Linked DNA regions of Anas platyrhynchos: all the other regions are linked to region 3. The links are chromatin contacts, called in public Hi-C maps. All regions are on one chromosome and are shown on one strand. The core of a region is the stretch at or near the end of the contact, and the rest is flanking DNA. Distances in the headings are between cores, read along the strand shown. Region 1 holds the start of APOO (apolipoprotein O). Region 2 has its middle 30 kb from the start of ZFX. Region 3 has its middle 17 kb from the start of EIF2S3.

Region 1 (2,700 bases), core at 46-2,545, 53 kb after region 3:
TATCTATTCTTCAAATATTTATATCTGCATTATCAATTGCTGTGTAGTTACTGCATATAAACAGATCGCAAAAATGTGTATTCGTAACACATACACCATTGATGAATAAAACACATCAAGAAATGTGCCTGCTTTGCAAACTACCCTGTCACTCTCCATACTCACAAAGCTGCCATAAAGCGCTGAAGAAACATTTTTCCACAAATGTTTGCTACATCCTGACCACTTATTTTCTGCAGATTTAACTGACTGCACAAACTACGATTCACTGGTGAAAGAGGCCCATTCTTTAACCGAAGGTCACTTGTATGTGTACATTTTAGATACAACTCTTCCTTGCTAAAGAGAGAATGCTTGTAAACAAACCTCTAATAAAATATCTGAAAACATTTCCTTCATGAATGTAATCTTTCACTGTAGCAATGTGTTTCATCTGTTAATGTATGTTTTGGTACCAAAGCTCATCTTGCACCATTTGTTTGAAATATTTTGGATATCCCATTTAACTTGCAAGCATCAGCTGCTGCCTGTCAAATATAGCAGAAAAATGCAATACAGCTTTAAAAAGAAATGGCAGGCACAAACTACAGTCTTTTTACTTTACTTCAGATTGCTTCTGACAGTAGTTCAATCTGCCAATCTAACAAATACGAAGGATCATCTACTATTTTTGTAAGCGGCTCATTGAGAAGCATTGCCTAGTATAATAATATGATGGTTAAACTTCTCCATTAGTCTGGAAAATAATTCCTGGTTTCATCAAGTCTACAAAGAGACTACGATAAACAAACGGAGGAATTTTCTTTAAGGTGGAACCATAAGAACTATGATCACAAAGAAAACGTAAGATTATTAGAGTACTTCATCTGCCTTTCCACAATGAATTTCCTGAATTTCCTGATGAGCTATTTACTACCACGTTGTTTGTGTGCTTTAACCTTTTAGGTAGAAGATCTTTTTTGACGCGTTTTTCCCAGAACTAATAGGACACTAGCTTTTGTATTCTAAAAGCAGTATTAACTATTTTAAATTGCTGTAGTGTTTGGACTTGACAAAACTCATGGGGAGAGGATCAACGTTATTTTCTGGCTGTCTTTTCTGGGTGTCTAAATCAGGAGTGCAACCTTCCCTTCCAGTCCCAGAAAAAAAAAAGGACCAGACGATAGAGCACGTTTCAGAGCAGAAAAACGGGGCTCTTAACACCCTCTGCTGGAGCCTGCGCTGCACCCACAGCCCTCAGCACAGGCTGCGCTCAGGTCGGAGGCTCTGACTCCCCCCCCCGCCCCGCCCGGCCGCCGCCATCTTGGGGGCCGGGTCCCGGCGCTGCGGGCGGGGCCACGCGCGGCGCGTGACGTCACGGCGGGGCTCCCCCCGGCCCGCCGCTCAGCGGCGCGCGGGCTGGTGACGTCACAGCGCGGCGACACCATGCTCAAGGTGAGGCGGCCGCGAGCGGCCGGGAACGGTCCCGGGTGACCGTTGGCGGCCGTTGGCGGCCGTTGGCGACCGTTGGCGACCGTTGGCGGTCCGGGGAGGGAGGAATCGGGGAGAAAGGCAGTGAGGCAGGTGGAACGTGCAGGGTTCGGGGGTGATTCCCTCAGGAGCCATCCCGTGCCCACGCGTAAAGGTGGATTCTCCACTTCGAAAAGCAAAACGAGACAAAAGCTGTGAGGAACCCGCTCTGTTTCTCTTCAGTTAGCGTGAACCCGCGGCACCGCCTAGGCAGAAGCGTGGTGGTTTGGGGTTTTAGCCTGCCGAGCAGCTGCACGGCGAGCAGGAGGCGCAGTGACACCAGGATGTTTTGCTGAGCCCCGCGGCTTGGCAATACCTGGGTAACATGGAATTAAGGGGCGAGATCCTGAAGGTTATGCTGTGCCCGTGTGTATGTACACCGCTGCGCTGCTGGTCCTGCCTGTCCTGTAAGCGTGGCTGATCTAGAGGACCACTGCAGTATAGCGAGAACCATGCACTTAAGGAGTCGTTAATCTTGCACTTCTATGGGCTACTTTCATTTTCTTGTTTAAAATGTAAACTTGAAACCTTTGACAACTATCTGCACTTCCATATTTTGATCAATGTGGAGAGTGGAAGTTTCTATTTGAGTAGTTGCTTTGGGAAGCCAAGTTGGTTCCATTCTTACACTCCGCTGTTTGCATGCATATTAACATAAAAAGCACAGTTACTTAAAAGTATTTGAACTTGCTACTTCTGGTGACATTTAGATAACTTCCAAACAATGTAAAAGGTGTTAAATAGCAGAAATCCCCACACCTGCTGTTTAACACAGTAGACTGGATTTGTTTGTCCTAAGCAGAGGTTTTCAACAATGAATTACACTTTAATTAAAATTTTATTTTGGAGATGTTGCTGGTGTTGTTTTTAATACAGGAAACACGTGTGGTAGCATTACCCTGAAGAAGATGATGTAAAAACTGTTCATGTGTATTCACATAACAGGCTTCTGCCATATTCAGGAATTATATTTTATATACTTGTATTTTTGAGTGGCTCTCTGAAATTATATTTTTCAAGGCTTATTCCAAAAGGCTTCCCTGCTGCTAAACTCTTTGGAGTGTGGTATATGCCACTGATGGAATAGCAGTTCTGACAAAGCTATTTGGAGTTTATTAGACTTGCTTGAAATTTAGGTTCACACAAAATGTTTCCACTGAATATGGCTGTTAGGTGCAGTTGAAATAAATC
Region 2 (2,700 bases), core at 170-2,669, 49 kb before region 3:
TGGTGGTGGTGGTGTGTTTTTTGTTTTTTTTAAAGTAGTTTAGGAACTGGATGTAATTTTCATGTGTGATCTACAACATGGATGGAGTCTCTTCTCCTGAAAAAATACTTTATAAAGGACTTAAAATATGTAGATAAACAGAATGTGAGACACATGAAGTGAACCATGCATAGCACATTTCTGAACAGTAGCCTGTATAGGTGTAGACAAAGATCTGTATGAACACGCAATAAAGTGAACAGTTCTTACAAGCTGTCTTGAGGCAGGCAAATCAGAGTCCTTCAGGAACAGGATGAATGTCTTTTCATGGGTACATGCTGAGAAATTATGGCTTCTGCTTATGCAACACTGCCCATTTTTATGGTGGAGATAAGAGGTTTTCAAAGATGGATGGACTCCTTTGGCTGATCATTCCTTTAAGTCTCTTAACACAACAATGGAAACTGTCACACGGCATGGAAAAAAATCCCTGAATCAGGTATTATTCTTCACTAGAAAGCTATACTGTAGTTAAAATTAGCAAGATGTTTCTGAACCCTTATTTAAAATGTGTGTGCACTGACATCCCAAGAAAAGAGTTTCTTTATTTAATTGCACTGTCAGTGCCGATGCTTTCAGCTAAAACCACTTGGAGTTAGACCTTTTAATAGAAAGTGACAATTTAAATTGCCACGATAGCAGCATAACCGGTGCTTGGAGTCATTACCGACCTGATGTTGCAGTTGGCTCCAGACCAGTTTATTAAAGCAAAAGAAAGCTGAAAAGAGTAGGAGAAGAGGAAATTAAGAGGCGAATCATTAATTCCTTTAGCACTCGCTGTAACAACATTAGCTGTGATGAACGCATTTGTCTGCATGATGGAGACTACGCATAATCTCACCCGCGCTTTGCATGAACCAACATCCCTCGATAGTGAATCGGTGATGGTAGGATCATGGACTCATTAAGGTGGGAAAAGACCCCCAAGATCACCTGGTCCAGCCATCACCGTACTGCCAGTGTCACCCACTGAGCCCTGTCCCCCAGCACCACACCCAGCCTCTCCTTGAGCACCCCCAGGGACGGTGACTCCACCACCTCCCTGGGCAACCCGTCCCAGCGCCTGGCTGCCCTTCCTGAGCAGAAATGGCTCCTCATTGCCAACCTGAACCTCCCCTGGTGCAACCTTGAGGCCGAGCTGCCACCTCCCTCCCTTCCTGCCGGCCGGGGGCGCCGTGTGAGGAGATGCCTGCCCGGCATTGCCACCTAGCGATGGGGCCTCCCCGGGCCGGGGGGGGGACGCTGGGGGACAGGGACCTGGGCCAGAGGCAGAAGTGCCCGGGGTGGGCTGGCACCGTGCTGGAGGCAGGGAAGGGCTCCGGCAGCAGCAGCAGGAGGAGCAGGAGCTGCTCCTGCCAGCTCTGCGGGCAGGGGGCCCCCCAGCGCCGCTGCAGCCGTGGCCGTGTCCCTGGGTGCCACAGCCCTGCCGCCGCTGGGGGGACGGGGCCCGAGCCCAGCCTGGGCGATGATTTCTTCAAGCGATTCCTCTCTTTCAATAAAGGTGTTGTATTTGGTTTTTGCCCTGAGAGCAGCCCCTGGGTGTGATCTGGGGGCAGCGCCTCGGGCAGGGCTGGGTGAGGAGGCGCTTCCCACAGCGGGAGCAGCACCAGCTTCTGGGTGCACGTCTGCTGGGAGCGCTGCACCCTCAGCTTGTTTGGGGTCACTCCTCAACACCTTTCCCCAGAGATTGCAAAGTATTGGGGTGAGGAGAGGGGGTCTGGTTGGTTGGCTTGGTGTTCAGACCTCATCCCTGCAGCCAGAAACTTCACGCACTGGTGGGAAGGGAGGAAGAGTTGAGCACTCCTCAGAAAGCTCAGTTGTGTCATCGTCTGGTCAGCCACCAGGGCTTAGCTCGGCTTGGGCCAGGGCCAGGCAAACTGAAAAATCAGAAGAAAACTGCCCCTAGTGACTTCTGCCTGTCCCCTGACCCAAGCAGCACTAACAGGGAACAGGACTCCTGAGGCTCCAGGAAACTGCAGGACCCCCCAAAAAAAAAAACACAAAGCTGTTCAGCCTCCCATCAGAGCTGCTTTCCAAAGCCAGCGGGGCTCCTGCAGCAGGGGGTCCCCTCTGGGCAGACCCCACCGCAGTGGCACAGCCTCCTTTACCACGAGGCCACAGCTCTGCCACACATTCAGCTCTTCCAAGCCATGTTTCCCAGAGACAGCTCACTCGGGGCCGGGCTGCAAGCAGTCACACCACATAAGGCTGCAGGACATCAGCTCTCTTCCTACAAGGAACATCCTCTCTCCCAGGATCACTAAGCATTTACCACTGCTGGTCCCTCTAAAGGGATCACCAATTAAGGGCTCACAAGCCTCTTAGTGCTAACGAGCTAAGTACGGTCGGGTCTGATGAGGATTTGGATACAAGAATTTACTTAAGCCTGCGATGGGAGAAGAAAAGCCCCATGTGTGTGCCTAGGGATTGCTGGCACACTGCACAGCATGCGGCTCTGGATTCCCCTCTTTGTGAGGTTTCAGGGGCAGGAGAGATGTCCCTGGCTCTGCAGGCTGGGCAAGGGCTTTTGCAGCGAGTCCAGCACTTTGCCTGGTACCTGCAGCTGCTTTTGCAGCACCAGAGCTGAGGCCTGCCATGGAAAAGCAAACCTGGAAGGCAAAGACTAGGGGTGACACTGATGGGCATCCAGACTGAAACGTA
Region 3 (2,700 bases), core at 55-2,554:
GGGGTCCCGTCAATCCAAACCCCACGTTGTGTTGGTCGTGTGTCTCTGCTTGTGGAACTATGGCTTCAGATAGCATGAACTGTGCAATTCTAGTCCGCTTAGGTATGAGCCCTGGAGGAGAGGGAGTCCATGCCATTGCTCGTGTTATTCCTTCATAATCAGCATTGATTACTCCAGGCAGCACAAAAAGACCCATTAGCGTGGTGCTAGACCGCCCTAGCAAGAGGGTGCTGCATCTCTTCCCTATTGATCCCTTTACGTTCAGAGGTATTTCACAGATCTGAATGTCCCAAAGGGTGCAGCTCATTACTGCAGAGCCATCCCATGCGGCGCTTTCTTGGGTTTGGGCTGTGAGGGAACCCACGGTGACGCAGGAGCAGGGGGCGGCTGTGGTTGCGGCCCAGTAGTCATCACCGCCTGCCCCAGTGACTTCTGCGAGGACAGCCCGGCCACTGGTGTCATCGTGCGGCCCTGTCCCGCGCTCCGCTTGCCGTGTCCCCGCCGCGGCTGTGCAGGCTGACCCTCTGCGTTATGCTTCCAGCGGCACTGCCTAGCCCAGTGCCACCCCTTGCCACACCGTGGGCAGATGGTGGGAGGAGCAGGGTTACCACGTTCCCCCCCGGCTCCTCGCTGTGGGCATTGGGTGGCACAATGCCCCGTGGCTCGGCAGTGGAAGCACCGCTTACCCCCGCTTTTAAGCGCGGCAGCAAAAGCTGCAGCCAAAGCGGCAGCGTGATGGTCGATGGACCCAGCTGGACTGCAAGCCTTTATCATTTGCACCAACGTAGTGTTAGCAGGCAGGGCTCGGAGTATTTTCTTACAGTCTGCGTTTGCGTTTTCCACTGCCAGTTTTAGCGTAAGGACCTCCTTCGCCTCGCGGTTGTCAATTTGTCTGTCCAAAGCGCCCCGCAGTCTGCCAATGAACCGCATGTAGGGCTCGGTAAGGCGTTGCCTGACGCTGGTGAACGGTGGCTCGGCTTCTCCAGCTCCAGGCAACTTCAGCATGGCCTGCAGGGCCAGGGAGGCGGCCTGCCGCAGGATGGCGGCGTTGAGCCGAGCCTGCAGCCTCGGGTCCAGGAACGGCCCCGTCCCCATCAGCTGTGGGACCCCGGCCCCGCGGAGGGGGTCACCGGGCGGCCGCTGCATGTTGCCCAGGGCGGCTAACCTGCACCCTGCTTCCCATGTTTGCTCCCAGAGCAATTTGTGTTTCGGCGTTAAAATCAGCGCGGCTATCTGACGGCAGTCGTACGGCACCAGCAGCTGGCCAGCCATAACATACTCCAACAACGACTGAGTGAATGGTGCGCGTAGTCCATGCGTGCTCACAGCCTTCCTTAATTCTTTAATTAGGTCCCACTGGAAGGCATTACCGGGGGTAGGCAAGGCAGGAGCCGAGGGGTTCAGCAGCGGTCTGCGGCCCCCCTCCTTGTCATCCCCCAGGTCTATCAGCTTGCACCTCCCTGGTGACCTTGCAGGCTCTGATCTCGGTTTGGCTGCTGTTACGGCCTGGGCAGCAGTGCTCCGTACTGTCTTTTCTGCCTGCCACAATCTTAAAGTCTCAGTCACCAGCCACCACGTAGTAATCACCTCAGCAGCATCAGTATCCCCCCTGGACGCTGCTTCCCATAGTATTTTCCCCGCTTGGTCCCAAGTTTTTACATCAAATACCGTGGAAGCCATTGAGGGGAACCCTTGTTTTCGCAAAAAATTCAATAGTAGCTTTATCTTAAATGGCTCATTTTTTACTCCCCTCTCTTTTAGGAGTTGCGTTAGTAGTTTCACGATAGCCTCTTCCTCTGGCGAAAGGCTAGAAAGGCCAGCTCCCATGATTAACGCCCAGCCGCTCACCTGTCCCTCAGGCCATGTCCCGGGGCTGAAGCTGCAGTCCAGCTGCCAGCTTGACTCCTTCGGCTGGGTTCCCTTCAGACACTCCTGCAGCGCTGCTCCTCCCACCTCGGGGTCACCATTGAAGGGATGCAAGACACAGACTCCTGATGGCTCCTGAGCAGAAGGCCTTTATTGCCCTTTTTCACTACTACACATACTTTCCCCATAGCTCCACACGCTGTCCACGCGCCCGAATCGGTCATACAACTGGTTAGAGACCCTCAGACACGCACCTGGAGCCAGCCAGCAATTGGCCACTGCCCAAAGCTCATCTTCAACACTGTCGCCAAGTTACTTTATCTCAACCTTACTCAAGTTTTTGTTTCTACCGCTTGTTTCCTCATGATCTCTAATTCAAGGACATGTGAAACAGCATGGAGCCACCTGCGAATTCCTTTCCCACGCATATGTATGATTACAAACCAAGCTTTCCCCAAACCTCCTCTTTTTAAGGTACGAAAAGCAGAAAAAAAAAAATCACCCTAATTTTTTGTTGAATCTAAGCCTACTCATCCTTTTAAGACTTTATATGTTCCTCAGCATTTTATAAGTTTCTTCAAAGAAAGGACCTCAATAAACATCACACACAAATACAAGCTTTTATCTTTCTTTATCCCTTTGCTGCATCACAGAATTAGTTTCCTGCGTATCCATTCACTGTCCTTTTTGCATTGAGCAAGTGCTGCATGTATGCAATACCCTAACCAACAAACATACTAAAGCATTAGAGAAAATACCAACATGTTACTAAGATAATGACATTTTTTCCCCAGTATTTTTGTGAAATCATGGCTTTGCAAGCCAGCTTTTAAA

What was found. Hi-C and Micro-C count contacts between places; a contact is called where the count stands out from the background.
Region 1: a contact with region 3 is called in a Hi-C map of subcutaneous adipose tissue, with 2.4 times the contacts expected there. The contact joins the promoter of APOO here to the enhancer-like site in region 3. A contact is called at or near these places in 3 of 8 Hi-C or Micro-C datasets (F1 follicle, small yellow follicle and subcutaneous adipose tissue).
Region 2: a contact with region 3 is called in a Hi-C map of subcutaneous adipose tissue, with 1.8 times the contacts expected there. The contact joins two enhancer-like sites. A contact is called at or near these places in 2 of 8 Hi-C or Micro-C datasets (liver and subcutaneous adipose tissue).

What each region holds. Positions count from the first base shown.
Region 1 is chr1:116,487,726-116,490,425 of IASCAAS_PekinDuck_T2T, reverse strand. It overlaps APOO (apolipoprotein O), which reads left to right and starts at 1,295. Exons shown (of 9, transcript XM_027449056.3): 1 at 1,295-1,434. The coding sequence starts at 1,426.
Region 2 is chr1:116,590,245-116,592,944 of IASCAAS_PekinDuck_T2T, reverse strand. No RefSeq gene overlaps it. Among named protein-coding and RNA genes, the nearest start is that of ZFX, 30 kb to the right of the region's middle. Within about 2 kb of position 1,419, at least 3 of the 8 cell types and tissues checked have an H3K27ac peak or open chromatin away from gene starts, as enhancers often do. A contact at or near this core is called in subcutaneous adipose tissue, where this site is marked.
Region 3 is chr1:116,540,860-116,543,559 of IASCAAS_PekinDuck_T2T, reverse strand. No RefSeq gene overlaps it. Among named protein-coding and RNA genes, the nearest start is that of EIF2S3, 17 kb to the right of the region's middle. Within about 2 kb of position 1,304, at least 4 of the 8 cell types and tissues checked have an H3K27ac peak or open chromatin away from gene starts, as enhancers often do. A contact at or near this core is called in F1 follicle and subcutaneous adipose tissue, where this site is marked.